Regions from separate parts of the Gossypium hirsutum genome. Here region 2 is linked to region 1. A link is a contact called in public Hi-C data. All regions are on one chromosome and are shown on one strand. The core of a region is the stretch at or near the end of the contact, and the rest is flanking DNA. Distances in the headings are between cores, read along the strand shown. Region 1 holds the start of LOC107892116 (8-amino-7-oxononanoate synthase). Region 2 has its middle 13 kb from the start of LOC107892118.

The links. Hi-C and Micro-C count contacts between places; a contact is called where the count stands out from the background.
Region 2: a contact with region 1 is called in a Hi-C map of leaf, with 2.5 times the contacts expected there. The contact joins the enhancer-like site here to the promoter of LOC107892116 in region 1. A contact is called at or near these places in 4 of 34 Hi-C or Micro-C datasets (fibers, leaf and petal).

What each region holds. Positions count from the first base shown.
Region 1 is chrD09:32,239,108-32,242,309 of Gossypium_hirsutum_v2.1, forward strand. It overlaps LOC107892116 (8-amino-7-oxononanoate synthase), which reads right to left and starts at 1,545. Exons shown (of 9, transcript XR_005918003.1): 1 at 1,290-1,545; 2 at 1,053-1,140; 3 at 564-802; 4 at 419-460.
Region 2 is chrD09:32,273,474-32,276,366 of Gossypium_hirsutum_v2.1, forward strand. No RefSeq gene overlaps it. Among protein-coding and RNA genes, the nearest start is that of LOC107892118, 13 kb to the right of the region's middle. Within about 2 kb of position 1,323, at least 2 of the 9 cell types and tissues checked have an H3K27ac peak or open chromatin away from gene starts, as enhancers often do.

The sequences.
Region 1 (3,202 bases), core at 295-2,794:
AGGGTGTAATTTGAAAGCATATTTCCCCATGAGAAGACACAAAATAAAAGTTTTAAATTAGCATTAAAAAATCTGAATGGACAAAGAATCTAATTCTTAAAGGTATATAGTCTATTATTTTTGTAGTTATCATATTATTCTGCAAGCCTACAGATGTGATATTTAAATGCTACAAACAGCATAGACCCAAGAATCATTCATAAATGAATGCAGTTGCAAAAATCTAGTTATATTCATAAACATGTATTTCATTGGTAAGATGCAAAAAATGCAAAGTATAGTTATTTGAAAATGTACAATATTCTTGGACATCCAGAAAAAAAAAAGCATGAAAATGCGAAAGAAAGGTTTGCTGTTACTTATTTTTATAGGATAGAGAAATGACAATGTAATGAACATCTGTAGAAACATGACTAACCTATCGGTCACAACAACCTTTTTCTTCATTTTGCAATTTGATCTGTCAAAATCCAAAAAAATTGCCATTATGCAGCATAGTTAGAGAGAAAGTCCTAGAAAGAGAATGATTATCAGAATAATCTATGTGAAAAGTAAAAACCTACAACAGTTCACGGAGATGGGACATGTCGCAGTGTTTATATACAAAGAATTCTACACTTCTTTGTCTTTCAGCAAGACGAATACCATCAATTATTGATGCATGGTTTAGTTCATCAGAGAAAATGGCAATTTTTTCATCCTTCACAGGCACATTGCCTGCTGCAATGAGGGATGCAAGGTTTCTAAGTGCTACCATCAATGCCATATTGGCTGAAAACCCTGTAGGACAAAGAAGACAGTCCTAAAGCATAAATTCGGAAGAAAAAAACAAGCATCAGTCTTCAGAAAAGTTTAGAATAGAAGAATATTTATGGTTAAAAGAAATTTTTGGTGTGATGCATCGAAGAGCAGTACACTAAGGGTCAACCGTTCTCACTCAAAGTAATGGATCAAAATATAAGTTTATACTAATAACTGATTTGATTCTTTGATTCTTTTTATTTTTTATTTTGCAAGAAGAGATAAAGATTTAGACAGATTCAGTGGATTGCCTGATAAAGTTGCTTCAAGAAAACAACTCTCTTCCCCATAAACCTTCCAGCCAACAAAATCAACACAGTCCCTGGTGTAATGTTTGCTCTAAACAAATAAAAAACAAGTAAATACCCAAAAATAAGGAACATTTCTTCAGAAATCTATAAATAAACGAATAATGGTTTTCAAAAGAAGAACCTGAGTTTGACCCTAAAAATCGAAAGTAAGAAGGGAAAAAAAAGATAGATGAGTACTTGAAACGATTCTTCTTTTTTTAGTCGATATCGGAGTCATCAAAATCGTCTTCGAAGTTGTTGAAGAAATCGGCATAGGCGAGCTTGTTGTCGGAAGCGATGAAGCCTTCGCCGAAGATCTCCGGTGTGTCAACATCGTCGACTTCCATGGCTGAACCTTGGTCGTCTGGGTCCGTCACGAATTCTATAGGCATCGGCTTCATCTTTCCCCCCTTTTCTTTAGACTTCTAGGGCTTTCTTTGTTGGTTTAATTTTAATTATTTTGGTTGAAATATCACGCTGAGCTTATATAGCGTCAAATAAGCCTAGGTAATTAATTATGGATTTTGCGGCGTTTTTAGAAAAAACGCTACTAAAAAAAATTAAATTTCTGTAGTAAAACAGCACGTTTTGAAAAAATTCAATACATATTTGTGGCATTTTTCGTCTAAACGCCGCTATTGCTTACTTTTTGCGGCATTTTTATCATAAACGTCACTAATAATTGACTTTTTTTACAAATTTATATTTAATTATTATATAATTTATATCAATTTTAAATAAATAAATTTTAAAAATTTAAGTAATATTTAAAAGAATTAGATAAATTTTAAAATTTTTATATAATTTTTTATGTAATATCTAATATTTAAAAGAATTAGATAATTTTTATAAATTTAATTTTTATAAAATAAAACCAAGTACTCTCAAACTAAATATTGTATATTTTAATAAGAAAAAAATGATTAAATGGCTGTAATTAATTATTAAGTTAGAATTATCCAATGTAAGCAATTAATCCCTCACATATCAAATTTCTATTAAAGATTGAGACGTTAATCATGATTTTATATTATTCATTTCCTATCCATATCAATCTGTTACATTAATTTAAACTATAATCATAATTTTAATATATTAAAATTATGATTCTCTCTTTTACAATTATATAATAAATTATTTAATATATAAATTAAAAAACACCAATTAATCTAAACCCTAAACCCCTAACCCCTATCTACTAAACCCTAAATCATAAAACATAAACCCTAACCCCTAACCCCTAACCCTTAAACTCCAACCCTTAAACCATAAACCATAATCTATAATCCCTAATTATTTAAATACTATAAGAATAAAATTTTAATTATCTCAAAAAAAGAAAATCAAGAATTGTAGATTTAATGTTGATATTATAAATTATTGGTAAATTCAAATAAAAATCTATCTTATCTAAACATTTTAAATATATATATTTTGAAATTGTTAAATTTCAGTCCTATATAAATGAATCACCATCCCGTTTCAACATTCGGCTTTCAAAATTTCAATGGAGTTTACAGAAAATATTTTGTTAGTTTATTTAATAATTGGGTGTTTTTGTGAGATAATAAGTAAGAATGGCGTCGTTGAAGCATTTCATAAGGTTCATCCAAATTTACAATCTAAAACTGCACTTACTGTAAAACAACTTCATCGAACCGGGTATCACTTTCAGCCTCCTATGAACAGGATTAACGGTAACGGTAATGTTTTTCTTTTTTTTTTTGGGAGGAGATGGAATTAAATTGTATATTTTAGTATAGTTAAAAATGTAATTTTACCATTTTAATTATATTTTTATAAGGATTAAATAAAATTTTTATCATTTTTAGGGGATTAACATGTAATTTTACCATTATTAATTAATTTAAAAGTATATAAGTTATAAAAACGTTTAGGTGGAAATTGTTTTCATTTCAGGGCCTTTGGCTTCCATGTTTAGTAAAGTTAATAAAGAATAATTTTTCCCATCTATTTTGAGCTGATTTAATAAATAATATAAATTTAAGGGTTAAAAAGATAAAAATTAAATGAAGGGTTGTAATGATTTTTTTGTAAAGTTAGAAGGATAAATAAATTATTGTCTATTTTATTTATATAAATTTTTAAAT
Region 2 (2,893 bases), core at 73-2,572, 34 kb after region 1:
TCAGCTGCCTCAACGGTGTTTCAGAAACGAAGAAAGATAAGTTTTTTTTACCTTTTATTTTGTTTTATTCTATTTCTTTTAAAAAAATTAAAAAAAAAGAAAATAACAAAACCAAAAGAAATCAACATTTTTCTTGATTGATCTTTGCTCTTTGGTATTATGCTCTTTTTGCTGTAAAAGTATCTGTTTTTTTATTAATTTCCCTAAAAAATCCCCTATTACAATGTATTCGTGGCTTTTTTTATAGCCGAATGAAACAATTAAAAGAAGAAATAAAATCTGTTTCTTTGTTTGATTTTCGAATCTTTGATTGTGTTTCCTTTTTTGTTTTTCCTTGATGTGCAAGTGAAGATCCACGGAGATTTGGAGGGCTGCGGCGCGAGACGTTGCTGTTGCTAGGGTTTCAGAAACTGTTCTCGCCATTTGGGCTAAACTGTAATTGGGCTTTAGGTTTGGGTCATTTATTTTAGGCCTATTTCGTTGAAATTGGGTTTGGGCCACTATTTGTTTTATTAATAGGGCCATATCTGTAATGCGGGTCTTTTAGGCCCGGGCAAAATCTGGCATGTACAATAAGATTATGGTCAAATTTCACTTTTAATCCCTCTATTACGTCTAAATTTAAGATTTAACATTTATACTTTAATTTTTAACATAATTTGATCATTATACTTTATAATGTTATTAGTTAATCCGACCCATGAACAAATGTATATCTTGAATCTATATAATATAGTTGCGAGGATATGAAATTTATAGATAAATATAAAATTTCGTCATATGAAGTTTTTGGTAACAAGAAATCATTTGAAAATGCTTCATTGTTTAAAAGAATTACGTCCCTAAAAAAGTTGTAATTAGTGGTGACGAAAAACATGATACAAATAGGGTTTCACATGTGCCAACCCAAGAGCAAGAGCACCATAAGTCATCTTAGGAAAAAAACTAGAGTTGGGTTTTCTTTTTAAACTTCAAACTTCAATTGGACTTTCTTAAAAAGAGTTAGGTTTGTTTTGCGGCCCATTCTGTGTAGAAACATAACTCTAGTTTTCTTTTAGGTTAATTTGATTTCTATATTGATTGATTTGTGCGGATTTACTTTTTAAGTGGTACAATTTCATAGCTTTTTCCCTTAATTTTATTATGATCACAAATTTAATCTCTTTAGCATGAAACTCAATCATCTTTTTCTTCAAAATAAAAATAAAAATAAAATTACCAATAGTTCTTCAACAAATAATTGGAAATGATTTCCAAATAAATAAAAGTTTTAAAATTTTAATTATTATTGGTGGGTTTTGGTATTTGGAGTGTTTGCCTTCATTCATTGTTTGTGGTGCCATGGAAGCATTTTTTTTTTGTCTTTAGGAATTCATCAAACTCACTGCGACTTTTGAGTGTGGCAGATTCTGGGTTTATTTTCATCGTCTTTTTCTCTTCAATTTTTAATAGAGAAAATTATTATTTTTTGGTCAAGAAGCAAATTTGATGAGTTTTCTTATATTTGAAAAATGATGTTTTAAACAATTAGAAAATAGTAAGGTTAAGAAAGAACAAAAGAAAAAAAAGATGGATTATTGTTTTCTGGTGAAATCTAAATAGGATTGAAAAAAAAGAAAGAAATGAAGGTTGAAGAAGAAATCAAATAAGAAATGTAACTTATCTGGTAAAAAAAATAAAAATAAAAAAGGTAGGGGCTAATTATCAAAAGTGATCAATATTAAGGGTTAAATTTATGGTTAGTAGGACTATTCATAGAATTTAACCTTTCTTTTATTAGGTGTGTGTTAACGAAACTATTCGTGTTTAGATAATTTTTGAAATACATATGAAAAAAATATGATTATCTAAATGAAATTAAATTTTATTTTTATTTGGTTTATAATTAATTTCAAATTTTATGATATAAAAATAAATATTTTATATTTAAAATAGTAAAAATAACTTTAAAGATATTTTCAAACATACTATTTAACATATTTATTTATTTACTTTAAGAATTTTTTTTTGAAAATTTTCTAAATAATATCGAGAAGTCATAAAATAATGCTTCTTCTATCAAAATAAAATTTAAAAACCTAAATTCAAAATTAATACGAAAAACCAAAAATCGAAAACCAAACCAAACCAAATTATTATAGATAGTTTGAAAATTCTAAAAAACTTAACAAAATCCAACCGATCTCACCCATATACAATATATTGTAACTTGAATTTCAAGTTTGTAAATTATCAAAAACATGTCACTGTTTCTTTTTCTTTTTTTTTTTTTAGGTATTCACTATGTGTATTTTATGGTCCATTTGCAAGGTTCATGATAGCTGTAAGAGCCTCGATTTGCTCTTGATAAGTGCTAAACGTAACATATTTTAACCTCATTCTTAATAAATTTTTGGGTGATTATTCAATGTTAATTATGAATTTTATGCTCATAATATTTTAAATTTATGTTTTTATGCCTAGTAGAGCAATTGGGAACAAAATGAGCAAAAAATGAGTGAAAATAAAAAAATCAGAGCAAGCTACAGGAGCAACACGGGTTGACCCGCCCATTCCAAACGACCATGTGGTAGACCATGTCAATTGTGCGAATTTGCACTTTGAACAGCGGAAAAACACGATTTTTAGGTTTTTCGGGCATTCTAAGACATATATATGACAAAAATAAGAAAATAAGAGTGAGCCGTCATAAAATATTCAAGAAAACAACTCGAAAAACACCATTGAAGCTGTTCAGAAGCAGATTTCCGTCAAGATTGAATATTCGCATTTGATTTCTTAGGAGATTATCATGAGTTTCTTTATTTCTTTCGGTTATACTGTGTCTTGTATGTTTTTATTTTCAAGCATGAACTAATTTTCTGAATACCTAGGGCAGGTGAACCCTATGATG